Linked DNA regions of Columba livia: region 1 is linked to region 2. The links are chromatin contacts, called in public Hi-C maps. All regions are on one chromosome and are shown on one strand. Each heading gives the region's core, a stretch centred on a gene start, on an enhancer-like site or on the middle of the called end of the contact. The rest is flanking DNA. Distances are from core to core; before and after follow the strand shown. Region 1 has its middle 12 kb from the start of ZFP64. Region 2 has its middle 32 kb from the start of ZNF217.

Region 1 (2,700 bases), core at 75-2,574, 470 kb before region 2:
GTCCGCCTCAAAATACCAGGTTGATCATCCTAAAAGAGGTGCCAGCTGAGATGGAGCAGCAGGTGAATTCATCAAGATGAGCAAAGGCACATGGGGCAGCTCATCTCTTCATGGAGGTGTAAGATTTTGGATTGCCGAATCTTACAGTCACACCAAAATTCAAAAAGAACTTGATACCTACACCTATTGGTTACCTAAAGCCCCTTCATCTCAAACATCTCCGACATTTGACTGTGGCTTGTATCAGTAAACAGCTACTATCCACCTTATAAGAAGTATTGTTTTCTTTGGAAAGCCTGGGGAGCAAGATTACATTTTAATTGTTACTGAATTAGATGGAGCAATTCTGTGGGCTACTTATTTAATGGTACCTAGCAGTGATTCATAAGCCACTCACATCTAAGCATGAAGTAGTTGGTTGCCTTTTAATTTCCAGGGAAGAAAAAAAAACCCAACAACCTGCACATTTTTCTAGCTGACATTTCTTTGAAAATCAGCAGAAATTTGTGTGGGACATTTCAGGGAGAAGTCATCAACATTTTCTAGAATTTTTGGGATGAAACAGCTTTGTGTGAGGTTCATGTCAGTGCTGTCTCCTGCTTGTGTTTAACAAAACCTTAACTTGTACGTGTTGCGGTGCCTTTGCTTCTCAGTTTATGCTGCAGCTGTTCAGTGCAGTAGGTAAACCAAAGGGTTTTAATTAAAGCTGACATTGCTGCACCTCGTGCTGCTCGTGACAGTCCTGTTGAAAAGTATCCGGAGAAGTGGAGAAGCCCACTGTTAGAGTCCGCTCTCCTGTTTGCATCTGAGCGTTAATATGCTTCTCAATCAAGTGAAAACATCTATTGAAATTTGTTTTTTTGATGGAATATGAATTTCTGACAACAATGACTGTGCAAAGCATGTGAACAAATATTTTTGGTTGCGAATTTGGGCCAAAGACTGAAGGAAAAAAAGGTCGTTCAGTGCTTTTGAAACTATCAGCAAACAAGAACATTCTCCATCAGTTCCCAGTGAAATGCTTTTCAAGGAAAAATAACACTGGATCAGAGATCTAACTTTTCCGATTAAAAATCAATTTTTCACAGAGAGCCATTCTGATTAGTATTAATGAGAGGTAAGCAATGGGAAATGACATGCTGTGTCTAGGAATTATGCGTTTGGGCTCGGCGCTGCCCTGCAGTCTCCCTTTAACACCAGCAGCACCTGGTTCTCTCTCTTGTTTTGTGCCACTTTGACATTTCAAGGATTCACAGGAGCCGTTTTACTGCAGGGCAATGCCCATTAACCCTGCCTGCCAGGGCACAGCAATTCTCCATTACAGGATGCCGTGTGCCCTCTCTGCTTTTCCATTGAAAGCTTCAGTCTTCCATTATAAAGGAATTAAAATATTTACAGGAAACCATTGCACGGTGTAACTGTGCAGAGTCGCTGCAGTGATTTTATATCCTGTTACTGCATCCACAGCATTTGGGGCTTTGCTGTGCAAAAGGGAATCTAGAGAGGGACCCAGCAATCTATAACTCTAATACTGCCCCATATGGACTTCATTAGCCTATAATTTCCTCATGTATGTGGGAGACGAAGCTTAAATGACCCTAAATTGCGGGGAAGAAGGCATGGCTTAAAACTACATTTTCTTCTGAACTCATTCTGTGCACTCAGCCGATTAAAAAAAAAATCATGATTGCATTATTTCTAATTGTAAATATAATTATGAATGCACAAACTAAACCACTGAGGCATGCATTTAATTCTGAAACCTGAAGTCATATTTCTACCAACATATTACAGTGAAAAGTCAAATAGCAAAGGGTTTCCTACTGTTAAGAAATTGCAAAACTTCTGTATCTTCTGTTATTCTGATAACAATTATTTTTGTTGACTGCTGCTCAAAAGTGTACTCAAAAAGTGAGCAAATTCAGAGAAGAAGAATATATAAACTGTGATTTAATAAACATAAATGATTTGAAAATATTCTGGGGAAGTTCATAGTGAGTGACTTTCTTCAGTGTTCCGTATTTGCCCACTAGAGGTGGGACACTGGACACAAGTGGCCATGGTGGACACCAGTCTGTGGCCACGGCCAGGAGCAACATATGGACATTTGTATATGTTCTTATGCTCTTCATTGTACAGGCAGAAACAGAAAGACAGTCCTAGCTTGGAGTTCACAGCCCCTGTAGGATCAAAATGCAGTGAAGTGGCAGAGAAGAAAGTGAGTGAGATGACTAAAGATTTTTTCTTTAAAATGGAACATTGAACTGCCAGAAGCTCTCCAAATCTACTATTCTCTGCTTCACTCCCCTGCCCCCCCCAATCCCACCAGTTTGGAAACAGCAGTGTAATGCAGAAGGCACCTCAGGGACCATGGAAGTTCCACGGACACTTGATCAATCCTTAACCTGAAGACACTGTTTAGCCTGCAGCTGCCACACCACGCTGCGGTGGTGGGAGCACCCCAGTGATATACGTGATTATTGCGTATTGCTCAGAGATTCCTCTGAATCTCCGGGATAAACAGCACAAGAGAAACCTCAGGGTGGTTGGTTTGTTTTTTAAAAAGTTAAATGGGAAGCCAAACAAAGCAGCTACTCTTTGCAGACCAAGTGCATAACTGATGAAGAGAGACAAAAATTCAAGGGCTGACCATCACCTATTATCACTTCATTATGTGTTATTGATGTTGCATGAACATTT
Region 2 (2,700 bases), core at 169-2,668:
CCCGGGAGCAGGGGCTGGGTTTGCCATGGGATTGTCAGACCCACCTTCCGAGACACCACAAAATGGGAAGGAACCGCAGTTTGCTCTGAAATTTAAAAGCACAAAGTGCCACCCAAGCTGAGCATCCTTCACAGACAGCTCCATTCTTAGTCCTGGTCCCCTCCGCGGGCGAGGGGGTACCCGGGCTGGGGACATTTCCCTGTGGGGCCATCGCACACACTCGGGCACGCACTGAGCTTCCCCAGCAGTTCCAGCGCCCCGAGGTCCTGAGCCAGCCGGCACAGCCGCTTCAGAGGTTTATGTCGCTCAGGGCAGTTTATTAGGCAGATTTATGGCCAGGAAAACAAAAGTTTAGAGGAACAAAAGGCAACCCTACATACCCTCAGCATCTGTTCCTGGCTCACACCAACTCCTCAGCCCCAGCTCACAGGCAAATCTGGAGCAAACCAAGCTTTTAAGTGGGCTCCAGAGCTCAGGCTGTCCTCACGGAAAGAGAACTAACAAATATCACAAGAAAAACAATCCGAAACAGGGTACAAAAGTTCAGGCTGTATTAAGTTGCTCCTCACTACTGAGAAGATCTTTCCTTGTTCACAGGAAGGAGTCAGGGTCCTGAGGATGATGATGATGGAGACCCTCCCAGGATGCAGCACAGACAGCCCAGCTGCCAGGCAATGAGCTGGGACCCCCGTTCTCCTTCATCCATCAGCACACATGGAGAGCAGGAATGTGATGGTGTCACCAGGGGTGTGCTGGTGTCACTGGGAGTGTGCTGGTGTCACTGGGAGCATGCTGGTGTCACCAGGGGTGTGCTGGTGTCACTGGGAGCGTGCTGGTGTCACCGGGAGTGCACAGGGCCAGGCTTCTATCACGGCAGGTAGAATCATAGAATCATTTTGGTTGGAAGAGACCCTTAAGATCATCGAGCTCAGCCATAACCTAAATCTGGCACTAAAACGTGTCCCTAAGAGCCTCATTTCTGCATCTTTTAAACCCCTCCAGGTATGGTGACTCCATCACTTCCCAGGGCCGCCTGTTCCAGCGCTTCACAACCCTTTCCGTGAATACATTTTTTCCTAACATCACTTCTGACCCTCCCTGGCGCAACTTGTGCCCATTTCCTCCCATCCTACCGCTTGCTACTCAGGAGAAGAGACCAACACCCTCCGTGCTCCAGCCTCCTCTCAGGTGGTTGAAGAGCGAGAGATGATCTCCCCTCAGCCTCCTAGAAAACAACCAACCGCACCAAAGACACAGCACAACTGAGGCCACGTGTACACAAGGACTGAGCGGGGCCCTGCTTGTGACGCTCAGCAGCGCACTGCTAATCCCGTTTGCTTGTTTTCCCAAACTAACGAAATGTCAATAGCTCTGGATAAACTCATTCCAGCATACACTCAGGTTAAACTAACAAAATGAGAAGCCCCTGAGTTTAGGAAAGAGCAATAATGCTAGGTTAGAGAAGGGGAAAATCACATTTTTTATATAAAAAGTCCATCTGTAAGCAATTGTGCTAATGCTTTAAAGATGATCAGCCCAGGCTTTTGGAGTCAAACAGGAAAACAACCAAAATTCTTATTGGGAAAGAAATTTTTCAACCTGAAAACAGATTCTGTCAAAATGTCAAAGGCCCAGATTTAGGTTCTGCTATAATGAGACTTTTACAAGACCAAATTTGAATAGAAACGTGGAGTTCAATTACCTTTTACCCTCCAATAACTGTTGCAGAGGGAGGAGGAGAAGAAATACAAACCCACATATAATGCTGAAGGTAAATCAAAGAGAAACGGGAATTAAGAAGTGCCAAATCTCACCCTTATCCGACTTTCTGGAACACACGGAGCGACCGCACGACACTGTCGCTGGGAAGGTGTTAAAGTTTTATTTGCACTAAAGTTTGCCAAAAAAATTAGTCCTGGAAAATATGTTGTCTGGGCAATAAAGAGAACTGAAGCGCTTGTGTAACTGAGCCCAGATACCCGCAAGCAGATGCACTGAATACCTTGTGCTGCGGAGCTTCTGGAGCTTTTGGAAGAACAGAGGAGGAAAAAATGCAAGTTTGGTGAAAACATATTTCTGAATTAATTCTAATTTCACTCAGTTGTTCTGACCTTTTCTTTTCTTGAACAACTTATGCTTAACTTTGACATTAAAATTTCATTTGGTTTGCTCAGAACGACTTTATTTGGTGATGTTTAATTAGATTTTTGAACATATACATGTATTAAAAATTCAGAAATACCCTAAACTGAAATAACATGACAAAATGTGAACTACTCTTTTTTTAACTGAAGAGAAGAGGGATGTTTTTTCTTTAAGTGAAAACGATTACCTGATTTTCCCGAATTTTCAGAAAAACAGATGCCTGTTGTTTCCTCCCTTCACACGGGTCCCACTTGTTCCAGCAAACCGCACCAAGGATGGAGGGATGAAATCGCGGGAAGGCTCCTCGCCAGTAATTATTCAACAGGATGAAAAATCAGTAATTAGGTCATGACTTTCATAGAGGATTAATGAAAACATTTCATATGTGTAAAATGAATTTTAAATGCCAAAGCTTTCCGTAATTATTTATTAGGCCAGATTTGCTCATGCAAATAGTTTCGTACCTAAGATTTCACACAGAGAAGTGCCTGTCTCAGTGATGTGCGGCACATTGTAAAATGCATCATTTAATTAATCAGAAAATCTTGAGCAGTC

What was found. Hi-C and Micro-C count contacts between places; a contact is called where the count stands out from the background.
Region 1: a contact with region 2 is called in a Hi-C map of liver, with 6 times the contacts expected there. The contact joins two enhancer-like sites. A contact is called at or near these places in 2 of 2 Hi-C or Micro-C datasets (crop and liver).

The regions. Positions count from the first base shown.
Region 1 is chr16:12,411,040-12,413,739 of bColLiv1.pat.W.v2, reverse strand. No RefSeq gene overlaps it. Among named protein-coding and RNA genes, the nearest start is that of ZFP64, 12 kb to the left of the region's middle. Within about 2 kb of position 1,324, at least 2 of the 3 cell types and tissues checked have an H3K27ac peak away from gene starts, as active enhancers do.
Region 2 is chr16:11,942,484-11,945,183 of bColLiv1.pat.W.v2, reverse strand. No RefSeq gene overlaps it. Among named protein-coding and RNA genes, the nearest start is that of ZNF217, 32 kb to the right of the region's middle. Within about 2 kb of position 1,418, at least 1 of the 3 cell types and tissues checked has an H3K27ac peak away from gene starts, as active enhancers do.